Linked DNA regions of Mus musculus: region 1 is linked to region 2. A link is a contact called in public HiCAR-type data. All regions are on one chromosome and are shown on one strand. Each heading gives the region's core, a stretch centred on a gene start, on an enhancer-like site or on the middle of the called end of the contact. The rest is flanking DNA. Distances are from core to core; before and after follow the strand shown. Region 1 has its middle 32 kb from the start of A930005H10Rik. Region 2 has its middle 20 kb from the start of S1pr1.

Region 1 (6,253 bases), core at 2,409-4,908, 160 kb after region 2:
TCCAGGTTAGCCTCACTCACAAAATTCTTTTGCGTGTACTTTGTGACTCCTGGGAGTACACGCATCTTCCACTGTAATTCTGTTGTAGCAGTGGTTCTCAACCTTCCCAATACTGCAAAAATTTAATAAAGTTCCTCATGTTGTGCTGACCTCAACCAAAAAATTATTTTCGTTGATACTTTGAAACTGTTGTTTTGCTACTGTGGTGAATCGCGACGTAAATATTTGTTTTGTCCGTTCTTAGGAAACCCCTGTGAAAAAAAAGTTCATTCAACCCCTAAAGGGGTCTCCACCCACAGATTGAGAGCCATGACATTATAGACGCTGCAATAATTACTTTTTACTTTTTAAAGGTGTTTACATTTTGACAATGGTAAGATGAGCAATTGGAATTTGTTCCAGTTGCACACTTGAGAGATCTTCTTTTTTTTTTTTTTTTTTTTTTTTTTTTTTTTTTTTTTTTAGACAGGGTTTCTCTGTGTAGCCCTGGCTGTCCTGCAACTCTGTAGACCAGGCTGGCCTCGAACTCAGAAATCCACCTGCCTCTGCCTCCCAAGTGCTGGGATTAAAGGCGTGCACCACCACCGCCTGGCTTTGCGACATCTTCTTAATCAACAATTATTCTTTTAAACCTGAATGGGCTCAGAAAAATGTTCAAAGTGTGGACACCTGTTCAAACAATAAGAGCTCTCTGCATATGACAGAAACCCACAACACAAGTGTGGGTTTATGAAAGATACAGAGAAAAAAATATCAAACATAAAAGTAATTGACTATCACATCAGTAAAACAAAACAATGCATTTGAATCTATCCTTTGTACAAGCATCAGTATGATCACTTGGCCCAGGGAATGGCAGTATTAGGAGCTGTGGCGTTGTTCGTGTAGGTGTGTCACTGTGGGAGAGGGCCACGAGTCCTTCCTCCAGACCACACGAGAGCCAGTCTTCTCCTAGCCTTCAAAACAGGAGAGGGAACTCTCAGCTCCTCCAGCCTCACATTTGCCTGGAAGCTGCCATTCCCTGCCTTGATGATAATGGTCTGAACCTCTGATCGCCCAGCCCCAATTAAATGTTGTTCTTTCTAAGAGTTGCCTTGGTCATGGAGACTGTTCACAGCAGTAAAACCCTAAGACAATCAGTTATTTAATAAAAACTTTAAAGAAAACTATTAAGATTTCCCAGTGCTTGGAGGTAGCTTAATAGCATACACATATAGGTAATTCTCTACATTTATTACAGATGTGGAGGAAATTCGAGGCACTGAGTTCCACCTGAGTTTGATCCCCAGGGTAGAAGTGGAGAACCAATGCTCTTGAACTCTCTGACCTCACACTACACGCTACTTCAAGTTGAGGGCTGTTTTACTCATTGTGGTTCTTCTAATATTTGGCACAAAGTACACACTGAGGACATTAAAGACCATGGCAGACTCAAGATACACACCCATCAGAAGACCACATCTTAGTCACACTGCATGGTGTCCATAGCTTAAAGTCAACTCTCAATTTGGGATGACTTTTCTCCAGGAACATTGGACAATGTGTGGAGACATTTTTGGTCACCACATCTCTGGGGAACAGAAACCAAGGATACTGACCCAAGTTTTATAAAGCACAGGAGGGCCTTCCAGAGGGAAGAGTTACCCAGTCCCAAATAGCAACAGTTCGGAGCTTTGACCCATGTAGATAGAACTCATGAAACCCCACTTTGCCCTTTTGACTCAGAGGAGAGCAAGTTTCACTTCATTCAGTGTGTCTGAAAGAGCAAAGCAGATGGGATGAAAAGATGAGGAAAGGGAACAGAAAGCCAGCCATCTTTCGGCTTAGAGTCCTCATGTTCATCACTGCGTGCAATCTTTAGGCTCTAGACAAGAGCAGGTGTAACAATGGCCTGTCATGCAGACATCACGTTTCACCTAGAATGCAAATTGCTGTTTGCTAGTAATGACATGTTTCAAGAGAAAATCAGGCGGGCTACATTTGGACCTAGTGCCTGATACAAGGTGACCGAAACAGGAAAAGGAAGGGCAACAATGAGACAGAATATGTTTGACATCACTTAAAACACCTGACTACCATGTGTTGGTTGTGCAGAATAATGGCGCTCACTGTCCAAATTCCACACAAGCACGTAAGGTATCTGTCACATCCACACCCCCTGTTCTCGGCTCTTACTCTCCATCCCAGAAACCTTGGATGGACTGACATCTTCACCGTTGTCACCATGTATCTGGCAAGATTTACCAATTTCAGAAGCCGGGTGTGATGGCGCACGCCTTTAATCCCAGCACTTGGGAGGCAGAGTCAGGGGATTTCTGAGTTCGAGGCCAGCCTGGTCTACAAAGTGACTTCTAGGACAGCCAGGGCAATACAGAGAAACCCTGTCTCGAAAAACCAAAACAAAAAAACAAAACCAACTTCAGAAACTGTTCTGCAAGAGCATTATCATTACTTTCTATAAAATTGCACTGCACTTTCTCTTATGCAAGAAGACCCGATGTGGGCAGCCAGAGAGCTGTCACACACGCAGAGCCCTTGCAGCTCTTCTGGTTTTCTTATTGCCCTTGTTTTCATTGGCAAAAAAATGTTCGCTCCCCAATCCAAAGCAGCTACAGATGAAAGCGGCTGTCCTCGGCGAAGGAAGTTCAAAGACCCATGGAGAAAGAGAAAGGAGGTAGCAGTCAGATGAGGAGAGCAACCGAGGGCAAGAAGAAGCTTGGCAGCTCTCCTCCGCACAGAAGTCTAAAGCAGAAAACGTATTTGGGGACAGATGGACTGACGGCAGCTATGGACAAAGTGATGCCCTGAGTGGTTTCCAAGTGGCTCAACAACTGACTGTTATATTTTAACAAAGACTTGAAAATGGACAACATTCCCAGGGCAAGAAAGATTTCTAAACATTTTCTTCTGAATTTGTAATGGTTGCTTTTTTTATTTTTTATTTTTGGCTCCTATCATTTATTCATTCATGTTTCTGAATACAGCTTGAAATAAAAAGTCTACTGATACTTATGAATGAATTTCCTTTGCTTTTATTACCTAATGGTTATCAAGAAATTGCAGGCAAGGATTTTTGAAATCTGACTTCAGTACAAATTGAGAGTAACTAGCATCTGTCTTTAACTACCAGGCTGTTTCATTATATATCAAAAGGCATCATGAAGTTATTATAAAAAGGATTGTAATTAAAACTGCAACTAATTTGGGGTGAAAAACTTGAAGTAAAAATAAGAATAACTTATTGACACTTCAGAGTACATTTTAAAAACATAATTCAAGATATGCAATGCTGTCTAGGCTTTTAGATCTATTTTATTCATGCTAATTTAATATTTATCATTTAAAACTCATATGTAAATCCTACATTGCTGGATTCCAACACCAGCCAAAAATCTCAATGGAGTGGCCAGCTTCTGGAATGCAGCTTGTTTGAATGCATGTGCAAGCTCATTTGTCAGCGGGTATGCTCAGCTACTGTCCCAGCTTCCTCAGAAAAGTATCCTTATGAGTAAGGACGACTGTGAAACGGGACCTAAAAATGTTTACTCAGAGTAGAAACTTGGTAAAGGTGACTGCAGCACACTGAACATCTTTACAGACTGCCTGCCCAGTCTAGGAGCCTTTTCTTTTAGTCAACACTTTCCCACCGTGAGAAGGAGCTCTCATTAACGACCAAATTGTTTTCAGAGGCTGTGGGGTAAGGAGTTTCCTTAGAAACCATTTGGTAAGAACTGTGGCTTTCTTCCTTAGAAATCTCGAGCCCTGAAAAGGCAGATTTGCTGGCATAAATCAAACCCAATTTCTAGGGTTCACTAAACCCTTTCTCCTCAAAATAGGGTTTTGTGACTTGATCTTAGCTGTTAATAGTACACGCTGCAAGCTGGTGTGAACCAGTTTTAAGTGAATTTTGTCCAATTTCGTTTGTCATTCAGTGCAAATCACTTCCAGGGTTTGTTGTACCTGATGAAGGCTGACATGTAACAACGAGTGAGAAAGATACTCCATTTTTGCTGGGTGTCAAAATCTGTAATTTTCTTTTTTTCTACCAAGTTTACTCAAGCGGATCTTTGTATCATTAGGACAGTGCCAATCTACACTGATTTCAGAGTTCTTGCTTGTAAACATACTAGTTGAATGAGCTTGGAAAATAGACATTTCTGTGTTTTAAAAAATGTAGTTGTTTCACAAATCTGGACGGAAATCGTTTTGCTACTACGGCTTCACATCGTTGTCCAGTTTGCACGAGCTCTCTTGCACTTGTCAATAGTGTGACCTATCTCCTGAACAAACCTTATGCCCATTTCACTCTATGCAACATCCCATTCATTCATTCATTCAATACAATTTTACTGAGCATCAATTATTCTGAATATAATGAATAATTATTAATTATTCATTAATAGTTTTCTGTACTAGATCCAGGAAAGAAGATGAGCCGTCTCCCGTCCTAATGGGGCTGATGGTCAAACATGAATTCTTGCTCCGTTCTGACATCCTCAGACAGAAGCAGCACCATTCTCACAGTTGCCATCTGTCATCCGTCCAACTGCCCATCAAGTACACACCGGGCAGCTGCTACATCACCCCCTACCTATGTCTAAATCTCAGTCCCTTGACTGACATGAATTCGGAAGTAATCGCACATCTGTCAGTACTTTCCATGGGTCCTGGAATGTAACAGGCACAAAGTAGATGTTTGTTGGATTTGAGATTGAACGGCTAATAGAACGGGTGCTCTGACACCGGAGTCAGAGCAATAATACACCAAAGTCTTAGGAAAATACCAGCGGTCTTTTACTGAAACTTTCTGCCAAACACTTTAGAGAGGTGAAAGTCAGAAACCCCGAGAAACTGTCGAGCTGTTCTAAGAACTCTAGCGACCACAGACCCCGTCGCATCACTAGGCAACTCTTCCTTTCCTAAAACCGAACTATTGGTAATCTTACAGAATCATCTCCACTCAGAATATAATTCAGGGTAGAGACCGTTCTCCTTAGTTGGTTAAGAGGGGGCACTGTGGCATTTTGTTTCAGGGCTCCTTGAATTTTAGGAGGGAGTCTTTGCTTCTGAAGTCATTTCATTGGACACAAATTTCAAAATCTCTACCGTAGCCTAAGGCCCTGCACACTTGGCCGCCTTGCCCTCACCTCTCTTGTTTTATCCCTCACTACTCCTGCTTTTCTCCTGTCCCTGCCCCCTCCATCCCCATCCCCATTATCTATGCTGGTGTGCTTCAGAGCTTTGCCTTAGGATGCTGGCTCTATCGCTGCTGCTTCGTCTCCTCTCAAGGTTCATCCCTTCCAGTCACCCAGTCTTCTGCCCCAGTGTTATCCCCTGTACACATGTTTTCTCATCCATTAATTTATTCACTCACTTTACATGCTGATCTCAACCCCCTCCTCCTAGTCCCTCCTCAGACAGACTCCCCCCCCCCCACAATACCTCCTCTTCTCTCTCCTCTGAAAAGGACCCCCTGGATATCACCCCACCCTGGCACATCAAGTCACTGCAGGAGGCCAGACAAGGTAGCCAGCCCAATTAGGGGAACAGGATCCACAGACAGGCAACAGATTCGGGGGCAGTCCCTCTCCAGTTGTTGGGGGACTCACATGAATACCACATTGCATATCTGCTTCATGTGCGTGGGGGGGGAGGGGTCCTAGGTCTGAGAGGACTAAGTTAGCTAGAGCAGAGGTGACTCCACGACAGGCGGCAAACTGGCAATTTTGGAGGCTAGGCCTAAGTTTCTGTTTCCCAGAAATGAGAATCGGAATCCAAGAATCCATAGTCAGCCAACCACAGCAGTGTGCAGCCAATCCAAGGGCACCTTTTCATCTGGCCTGAAGTAAGAATAGGTAGCTAGAATGAGTAAACCACCCCCTGGGAAGTCTCCTGAGCCCAACCAGTTATAAAATCAGTCAAACCCTTAGGGATAGTGCTAACCAATCAAGGCAAAAGGGCACACGCCCCTCCCTGGAATTCCCCTGACAATAAAAGCTGGGCCTGCTAGTCCACCAAGGCTCTCAATTCCCAAGTGGGGAAACCCACACATGCATGCAGGAAATTCTGCTGAATAAACTCTTTGCTTTTGCATACTATTTGAGTTTGGGGTATTATTCTCCTATGATCTCGAACCCTAACAGGTCCAGCCCACGCATACTCCCTAGTTGGTGGCTCAATCTCTGGGAGCCCCCAAGGTCCAGGTTAGTTGACTCTGTTGGTCTTCTTATGGAGTCCCTACCCTCTTCAGATT
Region 2 (5,818 bases), core at 2,325-4,824:
GTGTGTGTGTGTGTGTGTGTAATTGTTATGAGACACTAATGGTGAAGGTTGTCTAATTGTTACCTCTCTAGCCCTTCTGAGGTTGGCCCAGGAAAGGAAAGTTTTGCTCTGAAGGCCCAACAGTTGTCACTATTGAAAAATCTCCCTAAAGACACTGAACAGGGATGGCCCAGTGTGCAATAGGCTCCCTTTCAAACCTAGGGATGGAGAAACTCCTTTGAGGTTCCTCCAGGCAATAGCGAACCGTCTCTTTACCACTCAAAAAACTCTGCTTGCTTAACACAAAAACTAAACATCAGAAGATGCACAAAAGAGGGATCCTCAAAAGCACTAATTAGCGAAGTCTGAGGTGACTGGACTGCAGCGGACACCAGACAGACTTCCTATATCTCCAGCCCAGAGCAGACAGAAAGAAGGCCATGTCTGTCAGGGCCCAACTGCTGAATTTTGACCAAACCCAACTAGAGAACCCCAAATCACACCCACACAACAGAAAACCACAAACACCTACAGGGCAAGTAGCAACAAGTAGACAGGGGCAGACAGCAGGGGCAGGCAGGCAAGAGCCTAAGGACTCAACTTCTCCCTTCTACCAGGGCCTTACATAAACCACAATCCCTCCCCCATGCTCTAGGCGCTTAGAGGAAGACGGTGGCGGATGAACATTTTATCCCAAGGATTACATCAGCAGATCCTGGAGAGGATGGCCTTTGTGTGTGTGTGTGTGTGTGTGTGTGTGTGTGTGTGTGTGTGTGTGTGTGTGTGCCTATGAAGTTTGAACCCAGGGCCTTATGCATGCTAATCATGGCTTCAGTCACTGACCAATATCTGTCAGCTGGATTGTATTTTATGTTGGGATTTTGTTGTTTATTTTTTTGGCACGTTTTTATATGGAACCTAAGCTAACCCAGAACCCACAATGCCTCCCAACTTAGTTTCCAGGGCTCTGGGATTACAGGTCTACACCCTCACAAAGAATGGGCTCTTCTCGGCTGTTTACATCATAGCATTTCCCTCCACCCCTCCACGGGAAGGAAGGGCTTGGGAGGGAATCCAGAATTCTTTAGACTAAATAACATGCATATTTTTGCACCTCCTAATTGTAACATAGATAAAAGCTACAGTCCCCAGCACTCATTCACTTTTGGGTTTCATGAAAAAAAAAAAAAAAAAAAGACAGTCTAAGCACAAAACGTCATTGTTGACTGGCAGAACTTCCAAAGGAATGAGTTCTTTGAAAGACCAGAATAGTCTTCCTATGTGGTCTGGCTTTAGGAGAGCTCATCTGGGGAAAGGAGAGGAGGAGACAAGGAAATGGCTGTGGCAAGGGTCTAGCCTGTTTTCTTCATGACTGTGTGCAGAATAGTAAATCCCCGATAAACCCTTGCTAAAAGAGCAACGAGCATTTGAGAATCTGCCTGTGCCAGCCATTGAGAAGCACAGTCCTATCTAATTCATTAAAAAGCATGGTCCTTTCTAGTTCTCTCCACAGCCTGGGAAGCCGGAACTCTTATCACTAGTTGATAGATCCGGATGTGGATTCGGGTAGGGGAGTGTAGCTCAGTTGGTGGACGGTGTGCAGGAAATCCTGGGGTTCCTCTCCAGAGCCATGTAAAATTATACGTGGTAGTTCACGCCTGTCATCGCAACACTTAGGAGGAAGAGAAAAGAGGATCAGAATTTCAAAGTCATACATAGCTACACGGAGCGTTCAAAGTCAGCCTGAGCTCCGTAAGACTCTGTCACCAAAAGGAGTGGTGGGGTGGGCAGTGAGATGGACCGAGGGGGGAGTGTCCTTGCATTCAAGCTGGATAATTTGAGGGTGATCCCCAGGACCCACACTGTGAAGAAACACCTCCTGCAGCTTGTCTCCTACTTCCACAGGTACATCATGGAGCTAGAGCATACACCACCACACACACACACACACACACACACACACACACACACACACATGCACACACTTATAAACAAATAAATATGAACAAACATATTGAAAAAAGAAAGGAAAGCAGGGAGAGAGAGAGAGAGAGAGAGAGAGAGAGAGAGAGAGAGAGAGAGAGAGAGAGAGAGAGAGAGAGAGAGAGGCTGGAGAGATGGGCTAAATGTTAAGAGGGCTTGCTGTTCTCACAGAGGACTAGAGTTCAAATTACCACCCAAGGTACCAATCTGACTAAATCTGAACAAACTCCGGCCAGGAGCTGTGTCACCTACAAACGCAAACACAACAGCTCATTTTTGACCACTGTTAATAGGACTATGGTTGCAAAATGGCTTGGAGAAAGAGGAAGAAGAAAGTTATCGCAAGCCACCTATCTCTACAGCTCACATGGCCTGTAATTAATTTGAGCTCCATTGGACCAAGCACGATCCTCTGACCTCTGAAGGCAGCTGCATTGATGTGCGTGCATCACCCACACAGACAGACACATGTATATGCAATCACAAAAATCAAAATATAGCTTAAGAAAGAAAGAAAGTGTGAAATTAATTGGAGTTTAATATTTTTCCTGGGCCACATTTAGTAAACAATATGCTAGGAATAGGATACAAAAATAGGCCAAACTATCCACTGTGAGTCTTGTTTTGTTTTGTTTTGTTAGGTTTTGTTTTGCTGTTTTATGTATTTTTCTTTTAAGTAGATAAAGTCTTCATATGGAAGAAACTTTAATGATACTTTTGTCTTTTATAGGAAAAGATACTTTATTTTATAGGAAAAATTCTGATGTTTTCTGTGGTAACTGGATTACACACACACACACACACACACACACACACACACACACACACACACACACCTTAAAAGCAAAAAGAATACACAATAGTTTTTCCCTGCCAGGTGTGGTAGAGCTGAAACATTTGCAAAGCTGAGACAGAATGGCTGTGAGCCTCAGGATAGCTTGAACTATCTAGTGGTAGGTGAAGGTCTGCCTCCAATAGTAAAGAGGAGAAAGAAAGATTCTTGCCGCTGCCCTGACCTCTCTGAGAATGCAACATTGATGTTGTAGCTAGTGTAGAGCTAGGTTCAAATGCTACTAATTGCCTGGATAGAAAGAAGTCAGGAGCAGCAGAAAGGACTGTGCAGAGAATCGAAATGAAATTCCGCAGGGGGGGGGGGGGTGTGGAAAAGGGAAGACATGACCCTAATCAGCACTTTAACTGAAATAAGCACTTTTTAAGGTCAAAAGAACCCTTGAGCTTTGTGCAATCAAGGCTTAAGAAAACAAAATGGGCCAAATTGCATAAAAATAAGTCCTTTCTTGGATTTCCAATGACGTCAGAAACCACAAAAGACTTCACCATCCATTCAAATTACAGCCTTCTCTTTCTGCCTCTGGTGAGATGCTTGGTCAAAAACCATCATCTGTTCATCTACATTAGCATTCACCACACCCTTCAGCTTTGATCTCCTGCTCTCTCTAAATTCAGTCACCCTGAAGCCAGAGAGCAGAATCACTGTCAGTCCCAAGATTTGCATTCCAAGGTTCTAAAGAAAATCTGGCTAGATCTGAACAGACCCGGGCCAGGGGCTGTGTCACCTACAAACACAAACACAACAGCTCATTTTTGATCACCGTTAATAGGACTGTGGTTGCGAAATGGCTTGGGCAAAGAGGAAGAAGAAAGTTATCGCAAGCCACCTATCTCTACGAAAAGACAATTGGATATATAGATCTCGGAGGTTCTGTCTAACTTGAACAATCTGTGTGTCCAAGACTAAGGAAATTTCTCAACTTCCCCAAGGAAGCCAAAGCCAAAGCCCTCAGCTTCACTGCTCATCTTGGTCTTGTGTCTAAGGGGAAGTTATTTTAACTCATTAGTCCTTGACTTTTCGTGCTCAGGAGCCAGAGAGTAGTATACATACATTCGCAGAAGCACTGTATATAGCTAGTTGGAATGGGAAAATCAGACCTGATAACATACTTGTGTTAAATATTGTTTTAGAACTGTTTACATGGGCTGGAGAGATGGCTCAGTGGTTAAGATTGCTCTTCCAGAGGTCCTGAGTTCAATTCCCAGCAACCACATTGTGACTCACAACCATGTGTAATGGGATCTGACGTCTCTTCTGGTGTGTGTCTGAAGACAACTGCAGTGTACTTATATAAATAAAAAATAAGTAAATCTTTAGAACTGTTTACATGCATATAGTATATGTTGATCATAGTCACACATTACTATCTCTCATCTTCCTGCCCCTCATGCTGAACCCTTCTTCCAAACAAGTTTTTTTCCTACTTTTGAGTCTTCTGGAGGGGAGTTGATAGCTGAGTTTAATTAGGGCCACGAGGATCTGCATTCATTGGGGGTGGGGGAGGTGGACGTTGATCTTTACAGCAACACAGGCAAATTACCAGTGACTCTGAAGACAATGACTCCTTTCCCCAACTGTCAATAATTCTTCATGCGGGGCGGGTGTCTCCACAATGGACTATTGATCTTGTACAGGTAGTGTGTATGGTAACCACTGCTGTTGTGAGTTCCTGAGTGTCATGGTTATGTCATGTCCAGAAGACAGCATTTCACAGCACTCTGCCCTGTCCCTCCTCAAGCACTTCTTCATGCCCTCTTTCCATGATGGTTACTGATCATTGTGGAAAAGGAAGTAAGGTTGACATAGAAGTCCCATGTAGAGGTGCAAGGCATGATCTTCCTGCCATAGGGTAGGCCTCAGATCCAATCAGAGAGTGTTTGGCTACCCCCAAACCAGTCATACCATTATTGCTAGTCTTGCCTATAAGGTCATAATCTTGCCTATAAGGTAAGTATTGTAACACACAGGGTCCAAATTTCAGTCACTGATGGTCTTCTCCAGCAGTCTATATATACCTCAGACACTATGAAAACTTTGCCAACATATTTTTTTATGCTTTTAAATTTTAAGGAAATTTCTGAAAGGAACATGGGAGGAGTATTTACACTTGGACAGTGTTCCACATGCATCATGCCTTTACCTGCCTTACTTTCCCATCATGCTAATACATTAGGACAGCATCCTTTAGAGAGTTCTGGGAGCTGCGTCTTTGGGTGTCTGCCATCACTACTCAGCAGATCTCTAGGAGCTGGAGGCCCCTGTGAAGACATGCAGTAGTTTCTGATGATAATATATACCTGCCAAGAAGAATCTTCATCCACAGAGTCCTAGAACCTGAGCTTTTCTAGTCTTCCAATCCACCATGTTTGTCAAAGCCTAGGAGAAAAAAAAATACCTCCTCCAATGTGGGATTGCCTTGGTACCCAGAGTAGACTCCTGGGTAGATAACCCAGGCCTGAGAGCTCTCCCTGGAGCACCGATTTATATTGATGGTAAAGCAGGCTCCCTGAGATCCTTGCTGGCTACTGTTAAGGCCACTTCATCCAGGAGGATGAAAAGCTGTAGTTCATCCTCGGCTAGACGTTGTGTTTGAAACCAGACTGTCCTATATGAGACCCTATCTCAAAAACCTAAGCACATAAACAAAGTACAAAATGAGCAACAATCTGAATATAATGCACCAAACCCCAGCTCCCTTTGACATACACTCTCAAGTGACCACAAAATCCTGGCTGAGGGGGGTAGGGCATGGGGAGGTATGACAGATTTCTCCATTGGGCTAGGCATTTATGTTCAAATTAATTGCTAGCTGTATCATTCCAATGGGTTCTCTGCCTGATGCTCAGAAGTAGCCACAGTTCAGAACTGTTAGGTCCAAATGAAACCCCAGATCTGTCGTTCTCAGCCTTCCTAATGCTACAACCCTTTAATACAGTACCACAGGTGTGGTGATCCACAACCACAAAAATCATTTTCATTGCTACTTCCTAACTGTAACTTTGC

What was found. HiCAR-type assays count read pairs that join an accessible place to other places.
Region 1: a HiCAR-type map of astrocytes shows a contact between it and region 2, with 4 times the contacts expected there. The contact joins two enhancer-like sites. A contact is called at or near these places in 1 of 15 datasets of contacts at CTCF or cohesin (the NIH/3T3 cell line), 3 of 115 datasets of contacts at active chromatin or transcription factors (astrocytes, embryonic stem cells and heart atrium) and 1 of 9 other capture datasets (embryonic stem cells).

What each region holds. Positions count from the first base shown.
Region 1 is chr3:115,853,088-115,859,340 of GRCm38.p6, forward strand. No RefSeq gene overlaps it. Among named protein-coding and RNA genes, the nearest start is that of A930005H10Rik, 32 kb to the right of the region's middle. Within about 2 kb of position 3,659, at least 47 of the 459 cell types and tissues checked have an H3K27ac peak or open chromatin away from gene starts, as enhancers often do. A contact at or near this core is called in astrocytes, where this site is marked.
Region 2 is chr3:115,692,052-115,697,869 of GRCm38.p6, forward strand. No RefSeq gene overlaps it. Among named protein-coding and RNA genes, the nearest start is that of S1pr1, 20 kb to the right of the region's middle. Within about 2 kb of position 3,575, at least 37 of the 459 cell types and tissues checked have an H3K27ac peak or open chromatin away from gene starts, as enhancers often do. A contact at or near this core is called in astrocytes, where this site is marked.